Linked DNA regions of Mus musculus: all the other regions are linked to region 1. A link is a contact called in public Hi-C and HiChIP or PLAC-seq data. All regions are on one chromosome and are shown on one strand. The core of a region is the stretch at or near the end of the contact, and the rest is flanking DNA. Distances in the headings are between cores, read along the strand shown.

Region 1 (2,830 bases), core at 274-2,773:
CTTAAATCAGAAGCATCTTACACAGTGGCTGTCATACACCCTTCATCTTGAACCCAACTCTAGCCAAGAGGCCACTAAGGTGCACGCAATTCAGCGCATCCAACTTCTGTTTTCTGCAGAGGCTGGAGTGGCCTTAGGAACAAGAACTAACTACCCTTGATATAGCAGTCAAGCTCTCCGTGCTCCAGCCCAGTGCTCACACCTGCCCTCCCCATTACAGGTGCCTCCAATTCCAGAGCTTTCTGAGGCCTTACATGGGGAGTTTCCAAGGCAAAATTAGAAATGGGGTGAGGGAGGGGATATCAAAGTATGAAGTCAGGGGGCCACTCTCCTGAACCGAAGCATATATATGCCACCCACAATGGATTCAGTCTTGTACTTCAGTGTCTGAAGACAGAACACAGGATTGACAGGTGGCTGGAGAATAGGAGATCGAGACCCTGTGTCTGCCGAGGGAGATATACACGGGCTCTGGGAACAGACTGGCTATCTTGAAATATTCTCTCAAAAAAATTAGTCACTTTCTCTTAAATTTAACCTCAGGCAAGTTCTTTAGTCACCCGCGGGGAGCAGCCACATTCTTTGCCAAAATATTAGAGGCTATGAACACATCCGGTTCACCAGTCTCCTAGCTTGGATTCTGGCCATTCCTAAGGGGGAAAAAAATATCTTCTTATACTTTTGCAACTGAATGATACTCGGTGAAATGAATCCCCCTCCCCCTTTTCCTAACACAGCCAATGTTTAGAAACGTTGAGATCAGACCTATGCGTGAGAAGGCCTCACTTGGGACAAAGGAAGGCTTCCGGGGTGGGTGGTCCTTATTTTACAGTTTGGTGCCCACACCTCCCTCACTTTCCAGTGTGTCTCCCACTTTAATCGCACACTAGAAAGCCACGCCTCCGTCCTCTATCCCCTATGCTGGTCATGACGCAGGTCCTGCCGCCTGGGGATCCTGAGCCCGCGGCGCGCTCACCCTTCTCCTTGGTCATGATGGAGATGAGCGGCATCCGCGGGCGGTCACTGAACACTTCAGCCTGCTGCACTAGCGCCTCGCGCACGCTGTGGAAGTCGCTGAGGACCACCACCAGACGGTGGCCGATGAAGAAGCTGAAGATGTTGCCATAGACACGGGCCATCCTGGCCAGGTACACATGCTGGCCCACCGTGTCCGTCTGGCTGCCCGAGCCCAGCCAGAACTGCGGTCGTAGAAAGCGCGGCACCAGCAAGTGCCCGAAGTTACCCACGAGTGGCCGAGGCTTGGGCCCCGGAGGGATGCCGCAGGCGCGTTGCCGCCGCAGCCAAACCCAGCCTAGCAGCACCGCCAGCAGGCAAAGTAGCAGCGCGCCTCCTGTCGCCCGCACGTGCAGTCTAGCTCCCGGCTGCTCCCCTGCCGCGGGACGCTGGTCCCCGAGCGAGGACATGTCCCAGGTACCGCCTGCATCTAGCTCCGCTGCAGACGCGCCGGCACCGCGACAGTAGCCGGCTACATGACTCAAGGTCAACCGCGAGGCAGGGCAAGGCACGCCCTTCCGATTGGCTGCGCCGCGTGCCCCTCTCGGGATCCTCCAGTCAGCTGCTCCTGCATAAGGTGGGGGCGGGACGTCCTACGGGACGGCTGGTGGTGACGAGTGGTCTCTCGCAGCACAGCTGAGCTGTCCTGAGTGGGGTTTTGTTTGTTTGTTTGTTTGTTTGTTTGTTTGTTTTGCCAGTTTAGTGCACTAGCAGCAGCAGGCTCCTCCAGGGGGTGTGAGCTTTCTGTGGGTTTCTGCATATGGCCTGACTATATCAAAACACTCAGAGAACCCGGGCTGGGTGACTGCTTTATTAATTAGCCTTAGACAAGACCTGAAATGCTGAGCTAGTATCCAACAATGTGATGTGTGGATATTCCAACATCTGGGGATGGCTCCAGAGTGCTTTACCTTCCTGTCATTTACAGGCCAGATGTTGTGGTTTCTCTCGGTTAGACTCTCCCTAGAATTGTCGATGCCCCCCCCCCTTTTTTTTCTATTTTAATTTTTCTATTCTTATTTCTATTTTCTACTTTTATTTGAATCTTGATAGCCTAGAACTCCTTATGTAGACCAGTTTGGCTACCAATTCAGAGATCCACCTACATCTGCCTCCAGAATTCACATATTAAAGACATATACTACCATGCTGGGGGAGGGGGTCAAATTCTAGCCCATGCTTGTGGTAGGGAAGTGCTTCACCTGTGATCCACGTTTGGTTCCTGTGTTAGATCACTCCCTCCCAACAAACACACGCACACACCACACAGAATTTGAACACTATGGTGCGTTATAAATATGACCAAAGCTTGAAGGGTGGTGACTTCTTTTCCTATTATGTGGGTTTTTAAAAAATATCTACTGTTCTCTACTGCTTTTGCCGTAGTTAGTAAAGTACACAAATACATTCTTCCTTCTCCCCTCCACAAACTACAAAAGCCCCTGTCACATTTCCAGTAATTAACCCTTATCAGATTCCTTTTCTTGTGTGACTTTAAACAAGATTTCCGAGTATAAGACATTAAGATGTTCATTATTATCTTGTTACTGTCTTGCAACTGGCCGCTCCTGTAACTCACAGTCCAGCCTTAATTGGAAGCCCCCTGTTTACGCTTCCACTGTTGGGTGCGATCACAGGAGTACTGTACTCTCCCCAGAGCACACATACACTTTCCAGCTGCTTGTTGGCAGATGCAGTCTCCAATACGGCATTTCCTTCTCTTTATGCCATTCTCTAACCCACTACTATCGGGTGAGCTCAATTCACAAATTATCTTAAGCTGTTTAGTCCCCCTTTTTCATGGCACAGCAGGAAT
Region 2 (2,991 bases), core at 116-2,615, 520 kb after region 1:
CAGTCTTGTCATTACCAAGTCCCTGCTGGCCTGTAGGACCAGACTTTTGCCTGGTTCTCTTCGGTTACGTTCCTAGGTTAGAAACTGTTCCTCAAACCCTGAGATGGAGGATGCTAGCCATCTGCTTAGCTCTAGATAATCTTCATCCACCATTATGGGTCATATTGTCCATTTTCATTTAGCAAATGATCAGGACAGGATTGGTGAGAAAGTTATGGCACAGAGATAATATCAATTTTAGGTACAAACCAACCTGGTTTATCATCCAGACTGTCTTTTGGAAGCCGTGGCTTATTTTATAAGTTACATCATCACTTTATGCTTTGGGCTCTCTCATTTGTCAAGTTAGTATTCAGTAAACAAGTTTTAGGTTCTCTTAATGTCGACCACATAATGCGGGTGCACTGTGATCTGATCCTATTCTTCCCTGGAGTTGAGATAATTCTTTGTGCCAACAGAGACTGTGAGTTCTAGTTTGACAAACAACCCAAGACAGACTAGTCTAGACAGTGTTCCTTGTGAAGTAACATGCTACCAGATAGTCTACCGAAGAGATGGTGGAAAGGGCTTGCTTAATTGATTCCTTTTAGGGCCACTGCTGCATTTCCTTTATAGTTGGACTGATTTTCATTAGGATTTTGGGACACAAGCATGTTCTAATTTATGTGTCTGCTCCACCATTTCCTATTTTTCTTCATTGTGCATCCTTTGGAGCCTTAGTCAACAGCTTTCATTAAGTGCTGTGAAGCAATAGTGCTCTGTAATTAATTAACCCACTGGATCATTTCTATATAGTGTAGCATTAGTAACTGTTCTGAACTTTCTCTTCTATGCTCTTAAGGACCTGTGTGTGAGCATAGATGTTGATGCTTGAAGAGTGTTGTCTAAACTGTTAACATTTGGGAAAGAAAGAACAAAATCTGTCACTTTTGTAAACAGATATAGTCAATTTGACATTATATCTCTTCCTTAAAAGTTGCTTTAATCGTCTCAGGGAAGGAGGACTGAAAACACTTGCTTTATTTTAGCTCTAGCTTTGTACTTCTCTGAATGTGTTGGCCCTGTTGGGGGATGTGGGACACAGAAGGAAGGCAGACAGCTCAAGTAGCAAACCTTATCAGTGGGGTTCATACTGTCTTCCTAAACCTGGTCTCAGGGCTAGCTGTGGGAAATCATGATTTTCATTCTCTTAGGCTTGGGTGAAAATACTAGCAAATTCCAGTTCCCTGTACTGAAATTCTACATATTGAGTTTAACTGTTGACTTTGATTTTGATTATTCTTCCTTTGTAGCAGTATGGAGAGTTGATGGCAGAAGTTGGCATACCAGGAATAATCAGCTAGTTTCATTTTCTTATTGTGAGTCATTGTCTTTAGGACCTTGGTTTCTAGTAATGTGTAGCTAAGAAACCACACACAGGCCTTGGCAAGGTCTTATGTTTGACCTAAAGGGGAGTTTAGTCGATAGTCTCAAATGTTTTCTTGGAAACGACAGAGAAAAGGCTCTTTAACAAGTTTGACTCCACAGTTTCAAAATTTTTATGAGGTTAAGATTTCTGGCCATTTGTCTCATATGAAAGACATGGGGTCAATACAGAAGATAAAAACTTAAGTTTAATAGGTAGATTACCTACTGTTCTAGGTCCCAATCAAGTCCTTAGAGAGGAGATTTGGGTGTGGGGAGGAAAATGGTATCAAGGTCGACAGTCTCATAAATTAAAGGAACGGCATAAGAAGTATCAGTACTTGTGAAATAAGCCTCACCAAAGGATCTTTCCACTTTCATTGTGATTAAATAGCAGGGTTTGAAATACCATAAAAGCATTTTAATGGAAACAGACTGTTAATGTGAGCATTGCTTGAACCCTAGTACTGAATGATAAAAATAAAACATTATTAGCTCTCTCATAATCTGGTGAAGGGGCCTGGTCAGGTGAAATCACATAGTGGTTCCATTTTCAATTTTCTTTTTCAGAAAATTCCATACTGAGTTTTCAAATGTTTTCCTTTTATTCTCTCCACCATTTCAAAGTTTCAGGTCTTGCTCTGAGTCTTTGATCCATTTGTATTAACTTTTGTAGAGGGTGAGAGACAGGGCAATCCTTTCAGCTCTTTCCAGCAGACCCTTTCCCTACTACTTATTAAAGTAACTACTTTTATTCAACACATGTGCTGGGTACCCTTGGTGAGGCTCAGGAGGCTAAAAGTCTGCCTGGCCTCCTTTCTGGGCCTTCTGTTTTATAGCATTTGTCTATATCTTTTTGTGTGTGTGTGTGTGTGCAAATACCACATAGGTTTTGTTCCTGGGATAGTTGTAAATTCTCCACCAGAGTTTTGTGTTCCACTTAACACTGCTCTGGCCATTCAGGGACTTTCAAGTTTCCATATGAATTTTATGACTGTCTTTTCTTGTTCTGCGAAGAACTGAAAAATGTTGTCAGAATTCTGATGGGGGAGTCCTCAGAAACTACAGATTGCTTTTGATCATATGACAGTTTTTACATACTCTGTGGACCAAGAGTTTGGGAGGTCTTTTCATCTGTTAGTGCCTTCTTCAGGTTCTTCATTGTCTTACAGTTTTCACTGTAGATGACTTCATCTCCTTCAGTGGATTTAAAAGGGCGCAAGGACAGAAAGGCAGACAGGGTATTGGCAACTTGCTGACTTGTGTCTCTGTAAGAATCAGAGCCCACTGTCTGATTAAAAGCTGGGGAGTTATAGGAAAGAAGGGGGAGAGGCTGAGAAGGGCATTGAAAACTTACCATTTGTGGCCCACCATTGGCCATTGTTAGAAGTAACCAGTGAGCAATCGGATAAAGAATGCTGGGGTGGTCGATGCCTTTGCTGGCTGGTCGTCACTTGGGATCCATGGGGCTGGGTAGGTGAACTATTTCTGTAGGCATATCACTGTGGTTACTGGGACTCTCATAGTTCTATCAAAATGGAGGACTTCACACCATGGTGTGGCTCTGTCAGGTCTTTTGATGAAGTT
Region 3 (2,745 bases), core at 20-2,519, 610 kb after region 1:
CACATTGTCCTTCCGTCACTTAAATTGCTGCACTTCTGTCTGTGTATACCTGGAGCACATGCTGACAGAGGACTTAAGACTGCGTCTGTAGGCTCAGCACTGATTTGTTTTGTTTCTGTCCGCAAGGAATGGAGGGCTGGAGAGCCACTGTTAGCGATTCCCATTTATTCCCTGGATTTAGCCACTGGACCCAGAAACAAATGGTGAACAGAGCTCTGTCATACTCGGTACCTCCTTGGGCAGCCGCTACTCAGCCCTGAGCATCCTTTAGGAATAGGGAATTGTTAGTAGAAGTTACTCCTTAGGCCAACATCCCAACACAGAGGAGAATCCCCTCTGAATGAGTGCCGTAGGCTTCTATAAGAAACGTCCTTTGAGTTTCCCTTTAATTATTTTCAAACCATCCAGATTCAGATGCATGTTCTAAGCCCCTAAAATACCAGGCCAGCAAGATGGTTCAGTGGCTAAAGGAGCTTGCTGCTAAGTCTGATAATCGTAGTTCAAAATCCAAACCCATAGGGTGGAAGGAGACCATTGACCCCTGTATGTTGTCCTCTCCCTCCGCATGGAGACGCACAATATGGCCCCGCCCACTCTGTACTCCAGAAACCGCTTTTCTCAGGGACGCCAGTTGTCACTCTTTCTTTCCTTGTATTCTCCTTTTCATTTAAATATACGCCAGTCATTTCAAACATATTTTTTTTTGAATCCCAAATTCATCCTTTCCCCAAACTCCATTATGCAGACGTTTTTCTTTCTTCCTTATCAGTCCTGCCTAGCTATTTTAAGATTCTCTCCCTCTTGTTGTTCTTCCAGCCCAGCTTCCCTGTTTGTGTAGACAGTGTATTTATTGCACAAAGCAAACAAGAGCCCCAATCAAACAGAATTAAAATCAAATCTGATAAAGTGCTGCATTCCTGATTTTAAAGTTAATTTATTCTTCCAGGTAGATGGCAGGCGTACCCTTTTATTTCTCAAGGATCAGACGGGTCGATGAGTTAGATTAAGTTTGAACACGGTGGTTCTGGGCTCAAGGTGAGATGACTGTACGTTCCACATCTTGGTACCATCAGCCGAGGCTGATGCATGGTAAGATTGGGGATATCAGCTTTGCCCTGTGGATCATCAGATCATGGGTCTAGAAGTGAGGAAGCCCTAGGAGATACAGACAAAACGCCACTGTGGAAGAATGACTCAGTGCTGGGTCACGGAGCAAGGCAGGCATCTGGGAAAGAAACCAGGCTTCTGTTTCAAGAAGACCGAGTCATCCCGGTATCCGTTATCTTGGACATACCCAGAGCTGGGAAGTGGCTTCTCCCCTGATGCCTGTGGTTAGCTGTACACCCTCATGGAAGTGACAGCCATTGTTGACGCTTGCTGAGGATTTCATAACAGAGATACTAAACCCAGTGCCCCACACTGCCTAGTTCAATGAATTCCCAAAGTAAAAAACCATGCTCCCTGCCCCCACCCCCAATTGTGTGAATGAAAAACCAGAAGTTAAATAGGTTAAATTTTTTTGCCCAAGCCGAGCAGTGGTGGCACATGCCTTTAATCCCAGAACTTGGGACTCAGAGACAGGTGGGTTTCTGAGTTCGAGACCATCCTGGTCTACAGAGTGAGTTCCAGGAAAGCCAAGGCTACACAGAGAAACCCTGTCTCAAAAACAAAAACAAAAAAACAAAACAAACAAAAAAATTTCTTGCCCAAGGTTAGAGAGTCAGGAAGTCACACAGCTGGGATTTTAACCCATTTTATCAATGTGGGATCCAACTCCCTTAACTACAAGTTCAAAGTGCAAAGCAGAACAGAGACAGGATCGGTACAGCAGGGGCTCCTAGTGATAGACGGATGATAGATATACCTGCCCAAGGACCCACCAGGCAAGGAGATGTTAGTGATATATTTGATTTCTTCTTCTCAAATTTTGAACAGCTGTGAGGCGTTTAGAATATTGAGTCCAGTAACAGTATATATAAATAACCTTAACTTGATCCCCTTTGATTTTATTTTTGGATGGCATAGCTTTGTTCTTTCTTTATTTCAGCTAAGCCTCCACTGCATGTTCCCTGAGCAGCAGAATGATCCATTTCAGAGGCATATTTTATGCGATGCTGACACCAGCTGCTCCATGGAGACCTTCAGCCTCCTGCCAGAGTGTAATTGGCACCCAGGAGCAAGCAGGCTCCAAAACACCAAAAAAGCAAATGTGTTTAGCAATAAGTCTTTATCTCTGCATAAAAAAAAAAAACAATAAATTGGGATAAGTCTGAGCAGCTAGTCTCTAAACACACACACACACAGAATTTATTATGTGAAGGCTTAGCGTATTGCCAAAAGGGAAGACGCTAGTGCTGCCATCTTAACAGTTTCTCTATAACTTGTTTTGTATATATATATATATATATATATATATATATATGAACAAAAACGGAACTTTATGGAGTTTGCATTATGGATATAAACACGATTGAAGGTAATGGAGAACACGAAGGAAAAATGATTTACCATTTTCAAGCCTCCAAAACTTCCACTGAATTAGAAAGTTATTCTTTTTACCTCGGTCAAGGTTGATTTATAACTTCCCCGTATAATACAAGTTTATGCATCAGAGGTACCAGCAAAACGGTATGTGGTATAGGAAAGCAAAGGGTCATGCACAGGGAGAAAGATGGGCAGTGAGGGATTAAACAAGGAAGGTAACCAGCTGTGAATCAACAAACCATGACAGTACACACTCAAGAC

The links. Hi-C and Micro-C count contacts between places; a contact is called where the count stands out from the background. HiChIP or PLAC-seq counts read pairs in DNA pulled down with a chosen protein or histone mark.
Region 2: a contact with region 1 is called in a Hi-C map of pancreatic cancer cells, with 2.7 times the contacts expected there. The contact joins the enhancer-like site here to the promoter of Cyp2u1 in region 1. A contact is called at or near these places in 3 of 39 promoter capture datasets (the 3T3-L1 cell line, the HPC-7 cell line and the SN4741 cell line), 1 of 484 Hi-C or Micro-C datasets (pancreatic cancer cells) and 2 of 115 datasets of contacts at active chromatin or transcription factors (pancreatic cancer cells and stem cell-derived neural progenitor cells).
Region 3: a FOXA1 HiChIP or PLAC-seq map of pancreatic cancer cells shows a contact between it and region 1. The contact joins the enhancer-like site here to the promoter of Cyp2u1 in region 1. A contact is called at or near these places in 3 of 39 promoter capture datasets (3T3-L1-derived adipocytes, HPC-7-derived erythroid cells and embryonic stem cells) and 2 of 115 datasets of contacts at active chromatin or transcription factors (pancreatic cancer cells and stem cell-derived neural progenitor cells).

The regions. Positions count from the first base shown.
Region 1 is chr3:131,301,704-131,304,533 of GRCm38.p6, forward strand. Cyp2u1 (cytochrome P450, family 2, subfamily u, polypeptide 1) reads right to left here and starts at 1,524. Exons shown (of 5, transcript NM_027816.3): 1 at 977-1,524. The coding sequence starts at 1,424.
Region 2 is chr3:131,819,491-131,822,481 of GRCm38.p6, forward strand. No RefSeq gene overlaps it. Among named protein-coding and RNA genes, the nearest start is that of Gm29865, 72 kb to the right of the region's middle. Within about 2 kb of position 1,366, at least 5 of the 459 cell types and tissues checked have an H3K27ac peak or open chromatin away from gene starts, as enhancers often do. A contact at or near this core is called in pancreatic cancer cells, where this site is marked.
Region 3 is chr3:131,912,437-131,915,181 of GRCm38.p6, forward strand. The region is part of intron 1 of Gm29865 (a long non-coding RNA gene); the gene reads left to right. Among named protein-coding and RNA genes, the nearest start is that of Gm29865, 21 kb to the left of the region's middle. Within about 2 kb of position 1,270, at least 32 of the 459 cell types and tissues checked have an H3K27ac peak or open chromatin away from gene starts, as enhancers often do. A contact at or near this core is called in pancreatic cancer cells, where this site is marked.